Linked DNA regions of Mus musculus: region 2 is linked to region 1. The links are chromatin contacts, called in public promoter capture Hi-C maps. All regions are on one chromosome and are shown on one strand. Each heading gives the region's core, a stretch centred on a gene start, on an enhancer-like site or on the middle of the called end of the contact. The rest is flanking DNA. Distances are from core to core; before and after follow the strand shown.

Region 1 (5,184 bases), core at 930-3,429:
TAATTGGGCTAGCAAGCATGTGGTAATTTAAATGGGTTGGGGTGGAGCTTGCCTGGCATGTACCAAGCCCCTGGGCTCCTGGCCAGCATCTGTGATCCCAGCTGGAGTCAGAATGACCAGGAATTACAGGGCAGTAATGCCCAGTGAGTTTGGAGCCAACCCAACCCAAGCATGAAAAGAGTGAACTGTGAATTGAGTTGTCCTAGAATGCGCTCTGCATACCATGGCAGAATCTTTATACTTGAATGTAGAATGCTAACACCAGGAAAGTCCAGGATCTGTGGGGTCGCTGCAAACCCTAGGGACAGGGTAGGATTTGCTAGCCCATTGGCCAAAGCCTCCGTCCTCTTCACTGGAGTAAAGTTCGGTTGCCTCCTGCTTACGTCAGCGTGCAGTTGGCCAGTTTCTGCAGCAAGGCTTCTGCTCTGGGGAAATGCTCAGGAGTCCCATGATATCAGAGTCCCAAGTGCTGGCCACGGTCAGCTGCCTTCCTATCTTCCAGCCAAGCCTGCCTTAGGGCTATGGGTAGTTTCCCATAAGAATTGGTCTCCTTTTAAGTAACAGGTCCAAAAGCCCAAACTGTAAGGTTTTGGGGGTTTTTAAAAAGTGTCCATGTAGCCAGGCATGGTGGCACAAGCCTTTAAATCCCAGCACTCGGGAGGCAGAGGCAGGCAGATTTCTGAGTTCAAGGCCAGCCTGGTCTACAAAGTGAGTTGCAGGACAGCCAGAGCTATATAGAGAAACCCTGTCTCGGAAAAAAGTGTCCATGTGGATACTCTTGGGTCCAAAGACTGCAGGAGCTGGAATTAGAGGCAATTGAGGATTCTGACTCTGATCTCTGGAGAAACAATCTGCTCCTGAGTTTCTAGCCAGTCTTAATATTTCTGGACACATTGAGGCTTAAAACCATCTTAACTCCAGGGGTTCTCAGACCTCTGCCCCTCCTTGGGCACCTTCACTTGTGAACGTACACAGCTACAGTTATATCTTAAAGATGGGGGTTGATAGAGGAAAATCACCTGATCTTTGACCTCTGTCACTCAGAGACCACACAAGTGATCGGTAGGCTACAGGCTTGGCAGGGATGTGGCGGGTGGGGGTGCTTTTAAAAGGTTATCAGAAGGGGCTGGCGAGATGGCTCACTGACTGCTCTTCAGAAGGTCCTGAGCTCAAATCCCAGCAGCCACGTGGTGGCTCACAACCATCTGTAATGAGATCTGACGCCCTCTTCTGGTGCATCTGAAGTCAGCTACAGTGTACTTATGTATAATAAATCTTTGGGCTGGAGTGAGCAGGGACTGAGCAAGCAGGTTTGACCAGAGCAAGCAGAGGTCCTAAAAATTCAATTCCCAACCACCACATGAAGGCTCATAGCTATCTGTACAGCTGCTGTGTACTCAACATAAAATCTTTTTTTAAAAAAAGGTCATCAGAGGTTTGGTTGCATTTCTGCAAAGTAGGTTTTACTGAGCAAAAAGATTGCAGTGTTGTAGGACTGTCCTCTTGGAGCCTGCAGGGGAGGCTGTTTCTTCCCCAGCTTCTAAGGCTTATGTCATTTGCATGTGGCCCCTTAGTCTTTAAACCTGGCAGTGGGCAGGTGAGTCTCCCTGAGCCTGCCTGAGTTTGGTTGTGTTCAGTTTGCCCCAGCTCTGCATTTGGGTACTGTGCAGTACTGTACAGTGCAGTTGAGTCACTGTGACTCCCGGAAGCTTAGGACTGAGATCTGTCTTCGGGCCTTGTAGCAGCTGGTCTAACTACTGAGTTTCCCCCAGAGAACACTCGAATACTCTGACCCAGTGTTTCCTCTTGTCTCTGATCAGCATTTTCTTGCTTTGCTGACATTCAACTCTTAGGCATATAATTTCCTTCCTATACCTATGGGTAATCGGGCTTTTTGGATACACGTTTGTGTAGCTAGTACATGTACATAAGGGAATAAGATTATTTTCCACTCAGCACCAGTCGAAAGGAAACAGTAAATGCCCCATTTACTCTTAAATTCTTAAATTTAAGAATTTTAAATTTTTTACCGGATGCTTAATGACTCTTACACAAAACAGAGGAATGTAAACACAAAGACTGGCCGGAACTGGGCAATAAAACAACTGAGACAAAGTCAGCTCTATCTAAGGTCAGCTGTAGTCTTAGAAGCCAGGTGTGAGGTCTTTACACTCCTAGGGCAAGGGCTTCCACACCCAAGTCATGGTTCTAGTTAGGGAGTTCCGTTCTAGCTAACCATCTCATGAATAATGCAATACTCTAAAGCCACAGCCCAATCTACTTCCTAAACCATTGTAAATTCCTGTATATGACTTGGCTTTTATTCTAAGTGATAGTGTAGTACCAGAGGCTATTCTGAATGTCACTGAACAGGCAACATTCTTCCTGAATTCCAAGCCCATGCTCAGCTCAAGGACTTTCTAGGACGTTGGAACACTGGTGAAGGCTTAGCTATGTCAGAATTCAATCTTAAAAGGCACTTATAATAAGATAATACTAAAAGAGAGCACGTGGATCCATACACCAGACTAACTCGGGAATAGGGTATGAGTATATGGGTTAATAAGAACGCCAAAACTCCAGGAGGTGAGCTTCCGTGAAACTCTTTGCCTCATGAGCGCTTCCAGGCCTCACAGCCTGTCAAGCTGACTTGACCAGAGTGCGTCCCTTGAGGCAGTACATGGAGTGGACTCAGAAATATCTGCTGTCACTTGGTAGGGCAAAGTTATCAGGCTTCATTTTTGAGATTATTTTTCCCCCTCACAGGGTCTCACTGTTGTAACCTGAAACTTAAGATTCTCCTGCCTTAGCCGGGGGCGTGTGCCTTTAATTCCAGCACTCGGGAGGCAGAGGCAGGCGGATTTCTGAGTTTGAGGCCAGCCTGGTCTACAGAGTGAGTTCCAGGACAGCCAGGACTACACAGAGAAACCCTGTCGGAAAAAAAAAAAGAAAAAAAAAAAAAAGTGATTCTCCTGCCTCAGCCTGTCTGATGCTGAGATCACAAGGCCTACATCATTATGCTTGCCTTTCAGTCTTGTTATTAATAATAGTGAGAGCGTCTCATCCGGTAGCCGTGGCTGTATGGAACTTGTGATCCATAGGAAAGCCTGACCCTGACCCGGAAGGCGCTGCCTCCTGAGTGCTGGGATTAAAGGTGTGTGACACTGCCCATCTTATTTATTTACTTATTGTTGGTTTTTCAAGACAGGATTTCTCCGTGTAGCCTTGGCTGTCTCAGAACTCACTTTGTAGATCAGGCTGGCCTCGAACTCACAGATCCTGAGTACTAAGATTAAAAGCACTTGCTACCACTTTTTTTCTTTTTTTAAATAAAGACTACCTTCCACCTACTGTAAAACCAGGCTAGAGAGCTGACTCGGTGGTTAAGAGCACTCGTTGCATCAGAGGGCATGGATTTGATTCCCATCACCCACATGGTGGCTCACACATTCTGTCATTTCACTTCTAGGGTATCTAATACCTTCTGACCTCTGTGGGCACCAATAACACAAGTGGTAGGTAGACATACATGCAGGCAAAACAAAAACACCTGTCCGCACACTAAAGATTGAAAACCACGCCAGGAATTCTACAGTGAAATTGCTTCTGCTTCTCACCCCCTCCAGCTCATGGTAGGCCTGCCTGGTTTCTTTATGCTTTTCATCACTGGAATAAAGTCCAGGACAGGAGCGACTCAGGAGGAAGGGATCTCTGTTTCTCACCGCAGGGAAGGCATGCTCATGGTGCAGGAGCACCCGATAGGCAGAACCAGGGGCAGGCGTCACCTTCAAAGGCGACTCAGTATGGCGGAGTCCTCATAACCTAAAGATTCCCCCCACAACCATGCAAACCGTATTAACCGATCCTGGCAAATCCTTAGGTTTGGTTTTGTTCTTTTCAGATACAGATATTCTTTTTGAACTTTTGTTCTTTCGTGTAGCGGCTTCTGGAATTCAGTCAGCATCAGGTCTTGGCTTCCTTGCCCTTTCCTAGTCCATGGGTAGACTGACTATCACCGATTCACCCAGGGCCCTGTGCATGGCCTTGCAGGCAGTGGCTGTTCTAACAACGCACATTTAGAGGTATATTTAGCCAGAACTCCCCCGAGAAGCTCCTGATACCAGCTGGACATAGGATTCTAGCTGTCACCCAGTGAGTTTATCAGGCTTCCTTACAGGGCATAGGTGATGCATTACTGACATGAGGTGGCCTCAGACAGCTGCAAGAGAGAACATAACAAGAATGGATGGTTTCCCCACAGCCATAGAGGTGGAGTGTCCCCCTCCCCTCTGATAACCACTTTTCCCAAGCTCCCCAACTCCTGAGACCCTGAGTCCACAAGCCACATGCAATTAGGGCAGAATTGCATACAAATGGTGTGTGTGTGTGTGTGTGTGTGTGTGTGTGTGTGTGTGAGAGAGAGAGAGAGAGAGAGAGAGTTAATCTTCATGAGGGTGGCCTTGAAATGATCTTCCAAGTCCGCTCCAGATTGAAGGTGATTGACTCTTGCAGCTGATTTGATAATAAATCAGAGGGAGGTCATAACACATCCTACAGCAGTCTTCAGGGTAAATTCCTAGAATTAGAATTACTGGATCAAATTACTGCAAAGACACAGGCTATAGTGGTCCATGCTTTTAATCCCAGCATCTAGAGGAAGAGGCAGGTGGATCTCATTTTGAGACCAGTTTGGTCTACATAGTGAGTTCCAAGTCAGCCAGGGATACATAGACCCTATCTCAAACAAAAAGATTTATTTTTAGTTATCTGTGCTGTGTGTATACATGTTAGTGAGTGTGGGTGCCGAGGAGGCCAGAAGAGGGCGTCCGCGCCTCTGGAGCTGGGGTTACATGCTATAACTTTACTCTGCTTTTGGTACTCACTGTGTAGATTAATTGGTCCCAAACTAGCAGGAATCCTCCTGCCCCAGCCTCTCAAGTATTTTAGGTATATGTGGTGGTTTGAACAGGTTTGACCCCCAAAGACTCATGTATTTGAATGCCCATGGGGAGTGGCACTATTAGGAGCCATGGCCTTGTTAGAGTAGGTATGGCCTTGGAGGAAGTGTGTCACTGTGGGGGAGGGCTTTGCAGTCTCCTATGCTCAAGCTCTGCCCAGTGTAGAGTCCAGTGTCTCCTCCAGCACCACATCTGCCTGCATGCTGCCATGCTTCCAGCCATGATG
Region 2 (5,038 bases), core at 1,465-3,964, 110 kb after region 1:
TGACTAATTAAAAGTGAATCTTCTGCATCCTGGGTTGGGGCCAGCCCTTCAGAAGAGGCCTGACTCAGCAGCTCAGCTGAAGAAGTTACTCCTTCTTCACATAAACATTCCTTCTCAAGTTCAAGAAACATTTGCACAGAATCTGTGTCAGAGAGCTGCTCTGCTTCAACAGGGCACTGGAGCCCTGAAGTCAGACCCTCTAGCCCCTGATCAGGTCTGTTTTTCACCTCACTGATAACAGTGTCACCTGCAGGCACACAGGTGCAGTCAGGGGGAGAACCCCTGGGGACAGAAGCAAGCTGATCCCTAGTTGGCTGCAGGTCAACAGAGCAGCACATCTGATGAAGAGCGAGGTGGTCAGAAGTTCCAGAGACAGCCACACGATCCGACCCATCCTCTACTGCTGGTACTGAGTTTGCTTGGTCACTTTCTTCAAGGGGATCTGCCAAACTAGTCTCTTCATTTGTAACAAGACTCTTTCTTTCCTCTGACAATTTCTCTTCCTCCCACTCCTCCTCTGCCTCCATCATGATCCATCGCTCATCCTCCTCAAATTTTAACTCAGACTCTGTTTTTTCTCTCAGGCTAGGTGTTATAAGCATATGCAATTCTGGATCCAACAGCTCTTCACTCAAGCAAGGAGAGAGAGGTGGTAGTTCCACTGCACAGGCAGTGTCCCCAAGGGGATACTGCTTCTCACTGAAGCCTCCCTTGGAGGAACTTTTCATGGCCCTGGGCCAGGTTGCACTTGAGAATCTGTGCTCCTGCATTTCATCTGTGTTACCACTTGCTGCTGCAGCTTCTGAGCCCAGAGGCTGGAATTCATGGGGAGAGCTCTCACTGTGCTGTTGGAATTTGAAGTCCTGGCAGTCTCTCAAATTTTTTACATTTTGCACTTCTGGAATATCTACAGATTTGGACATGTGTTCCAAAGTAACGGACTCAGACTGAGGTTCCCTGTGGTCAAAGTGACCAGAACTTTCTGTCAATGCAGAACTGGATTCTTTTTTCTCTTGCAAGGAAGGATTTGAAGCTCCAGCTTCTGATACTTCACTGAGAGAAGCCTCCATCCTTTCTGCAAATTCTGGGAAGTTGGGTGGCATGAAGGACTTCCACGATCTCCTGTTAACATTATCTTTGCGTTCTGCATTTGGCCGACGTCTGGGTGGCACGGGTGCTGACTTCTGCACATCACTGCTTAGCTTTAATGCATCAAATATTATCCTCTCATCCAGCTTCTTGCCTTCTGGTCCTCTAGCTTCAAAAACATTAGATGATGCTCCTAATGTACCATTGCTGGATATGGTACTTCCTTCCATCTTCTCCATGGTGCTTTTTGACGTCTGATTAAGTTTTGACCCCTGGTCAATCTGTTCATTTATCCTCATTGTATCGTATATAGACCGCTGTGGAACATAGCAATCTTCTATATAGCCATCCTCATCTTCCCCTTTACCCAGGCAGGTAGGGTTCCGCCTTAAACAGTCTGGCCTGCTAAGTGGCTTACCCATACTTTTTCAATAAAGATGAACCATCAATCTTTCAAAAGTTTTTTTTCCCCGCCACGGGTTCTCTCAAAATACATTCTACATGAATTGTAAGTCCTCTTACATGTTTATACTCCAAACCACCAATTGCATCTGCCTTTCAGAAAGATCTGGAAGTTCCCAATTTGAAACCATTTTGGGAGAAACTCTAATAAGACAAACAGGTTTTCCCTCACAGGCTAGCAGCCTCATAACTGCAGAAAGACAAATGATATTATTTAATCAATAAACATAAAACAAATACTTGTATGGCTTCTGGTTTTACTTTTCTAAAGCCCTTTCAAATTCAGTCAGCAAAAAAATCGTTTGATATTGACAAGTCTTATTCAATATCTAGTTTCACTCGATTCGCACCAAAGCTGAGTTGGAAGCAGAAAATGTATACCAACTATGTCCTTTATAACAATGGCACACCCTCTCTAGCCTTCAAGTATGGTCCAAGCTCCTAAGAATTCCTTTCATTTTATCCTGTGTTCAGCCCTAAAGAGTCCAGCTGGTCTGAATTAGCCATTCGTCCTCTCTAGTTGGGTGTTTGCATTTGAACAGGGCTGGTCAGCGGATATTCCTGCAACTTTAAACACAGGAAGTCCTTCATTCGGGGCCAGCTTGGGGCTTCCTGTCTCCAAAACATCATGGCATTGTTGTGGCTTCCAAGCCAACACTGTATCGTGGCCGCAAAACAAGGCGAGTGGAGGCCCACGCTGGGCCTTTCAGAAGGCGGGCAGGCTGCGGCAGCGGCCAAGAGGCAGTCTGGACTCACTTAGCACCGCCCGCAAACCCGCGCCATGCCTCGCGCCCCGGAGGGCCAGGGTCGCCTCACCGCAACCTTGCAGGTGGCTCCCGGCGGGCCGGCCTTGGGTCTAGCGCTCAGGAAGTTAGTTTGTCCCTCCGGCAGCAGTAAGTCCCGTGTCCTGTGGGCGCCGCCTCCCCGGCCACTGCAGGTCCCCGGCCCCCAGCCGCCGCGTCGTGGGCTGCATGACAAGCAGTCGCCTCTTTTCTCCACCACGCCGCCGGCCCTGCAGCCGTCCTCCCCGCCCGCAGCTGTCACGGTCCCGGCATGCAAACTTCTGGCCGGGAACAAAAGGCTCCGCTCCGGCCGCACGAGGGGGGCGAGCCCGCCTCTCTCACGCCGCGCGGCCCGCTCACACGCCGCTGGCTGGAAGTGCTCGGGTGGCGGGCGGATCTCCTCCCCCTTCTAGCCCCGCCACAGCCGCTGCCCCGCCCGGGCAGCCCCCTTGGAAGCCCGGGAGCGCGCGGCGCCGACTGCTAGGGAGGAGGACGGGGGCGGGGCCTATAGGGAGCCCCGCCGGGAGGGGAGGGGGCGGAGGCAAGGATTGGAGGCCAAGGCGGCGAGGGAGGGGCTTCCCGGGGTTGGGGCGAGGGACTCCAGCTCATCCCGCACCCCCTCTAGCTCACTCCCTCCTCACCCACGGGAGTAATAGTGTCCCCGCCTGCGAGGGTGAGAGGAGAGGGGCAGTCCTGGTCATGCCGGGCAAATCCCCTGACAAAGGAAAGCCCCGCCCTCACAACGCTGGCCCGGCCCCTCCGCCCCCGCTTCTTTCCAACCGGCGGGATGGGAGCCCAGCCCAAGGGCGAACCCAGAAGGGGCGCCCCCGCCGCCCCCACTACCAGCCGGTAGTGGCTAGGGCCACTCGGGGGCCCCATCTGCCGGTAGAGACGTACGGGCTGGGGTGGGCGGTCTGCACTATCCTAGGCTCCAGCTTTGCCGCCAACGACTATCCCTGTATTTTTCCAATGTCACCTCTGGCGCTGACCAAAGAACAGGCTAGCCTTAAACACAGTCTTTTCTTGGCATGCCAAGGAATTAAGTTAGACTCAGGAACCAAGTTATTGGATAAACTCTAGGCACAGTTTCCCTTCTCAAGTATGTCAGATCTTGGCCCATTTCGCCACCTGGATTTCTCTGCTCAGACTTCAGCGGTCTTAATGACCGGAAAATGGGGTGCGGGTTGCAGGGCAGTGGAGACTCTAGCAGGAACAGCCCATGACCAACACCTGGATTGGCTATAACCGCTGTGCACGTCCAAGGAAATCTGAGCCTCTGAAGGGCTAGATGAAAAGCATGAGTTCATATTTCAAGTCTCAAGAATGAAAATATTAGAGAAATGTGTTACACAATCCTGCAAACTACGTTCTGGATTTTAGGAAAGCTATCTAGAGACCCTGTAATTGTTAAGAAAAGTACAAAGCAACCCAGAAGACTGCCTGCCAGAGGTAGCTTGCATCTCTTTGAGGTGTAATACTTGACTCCCTTTATGATGGTCCCTCGGATTTCATGAGGATGAAAAAGGTCAGTTAAAATGTACAAAGTCCTGTTGGCCCAAGTAGTTAATATAGATGATAAAACTTATGAGAAAGTTATTTCTACTCTTCACACAAACAGTAAATAAAACGAGTCACTGGTGTGTGGAGATTTGGCAGTGAAGCTTGGAGCTAAGCCTTAAACTTACTTGAGGAGCCAGAAACTCCTTGGCAAAAATGAGGTACAGGCTGAAGCCCATGATCAGATTAGTCAAGTAAAAGACAACTTTGCTTGGCAAAATGTTTTATACTTCATTTCTCACTCCTAAAGAAGCTGATCAATTCTACCCACTCAAATACAAAGACTTTCCATCTGTAAACAGGAGAGAATACTTAAACATTGTATCATCTTATTCTAGATACCCTAGTCTTTAAAGTTAAAACTTCAGAAAGCTATCCAGAATCCTGTGGCTTCCTGGTGCAATAGTGCAAGACACTAGAACATTTTTCTACGAACCCAGAGTGAAAAGAATCAAGAATACTTGATGGAGAGCAAATTTCAGGGGATATGATCAACATTAAGAATCTGAGGAGCTGGGATGTGGGAGGAAGGAAATTTGTGCTGAATCTCTCCTTAAACTGGCACACCAAGATCCAAGGGCAGATTTCAAACCATCAGTTTTCTCACTGCTATTCAAAGAATAAGGTGTTCCCTAAAAGGGTGACTTTTCCTGATCCCAAAGGAATGTGAGCAGAAATTCAAGCAACCACATGGCATAGCAATCTCAGGAAACAGATTAAGAAATCTTGAAGTTTATTCAGGGCGTGTTTTAAAGTCCCTTCAACCCCTGACACACTGTGATCCTAAGAACAAATCAACTTACAGACTGGATACTTCACAATTCATGGACTTCAGATTTTAAGTTTGTTGTAATTATTCAATGCAACTGGAAAACCCCATAGAGGATTTATTTCACTTGCAAGTCTTCCTGGCCAAATACATTCACCACGTGTTCAGATATCATAACAGACTCTTTAGCACGCCAGGGCCCCTCTGGTTAGAAGAATCTGAGGAATTCCAGCTCTGGAGTTAAGGGTGGGTGGTTATTCTATTATAAAGAATGGTCTTGATATGGAATCACAACCTTCACAGACAAAAATTCTTTTCCTGTTTCCTCACCAAGTCAGGTGCCAATCAGGTCAATCTTTTCCTAATTAACCCCTTCCCA

What was found. Promoter capture Hi-C pulls out the DNA fragments that hold promoters and counts their contacts.
Region 2: a promoter capture Hi-C map of embryonic stem cells shows a contact between it and region 1, with 2.6 times the contacts expected there. The contact joins the promoter of D830031N03Rik here to the enhancer-like site in region 1. A contact is called at or near these places in 11 of 39 promoter capture datasets (the C10 cell line, the HPC-7 cell line, cranial neural crest and 5 more), 1 of 15 datasets of contacts at CTCF or cohesin (the NIH/3T3 cell line), 1 of 484 Hi-C or Micro-C datasets (the G1E-ER4 cell line), 9 of 115 datasets of contacts at active chromatin or transcription factors (the 230-238 cell line, acute myeloid leukemia, effector CD8 T cells and 4 more) and 3 of 9 other capture datasets (adipose tissue, liver and pancreatic islet).

Annotation. Positions count from the first base shown.
Region 1 is chr4:123,299,087-123,304,270 of GRCm38.p6, forward strand. No RefSeq gene overlaps it. Among named protein-coding and RNA genes, the nearest start is that of Gm22154, 8.5 kb to the left of the region's middle. Within about 2 kb of position 2,180, at least 11 of the 459 cell types and tissues checked have an H3K27ac peak or open chromatin away from gene starts, as enhancers often do. A contact at or near this core is called in embryonic stem cells and trophoblast stem cells, where this site is marked.
Region 2 is chr4:123,409,197-123,414,234 of GRCm38.p6, forward strand. D830031N03Rik (RIKEN cDNA D830031N03 gene) reads right to left here and starts at 2,715. Exons shown (of 1, transcript NM_001167918.1): 1 at 1-2,715. The coding sequence starts at 1,511. The region is part of intron 57 of Macf1 (microtubule-actin crosslinking factor 1); the gene reads right to left.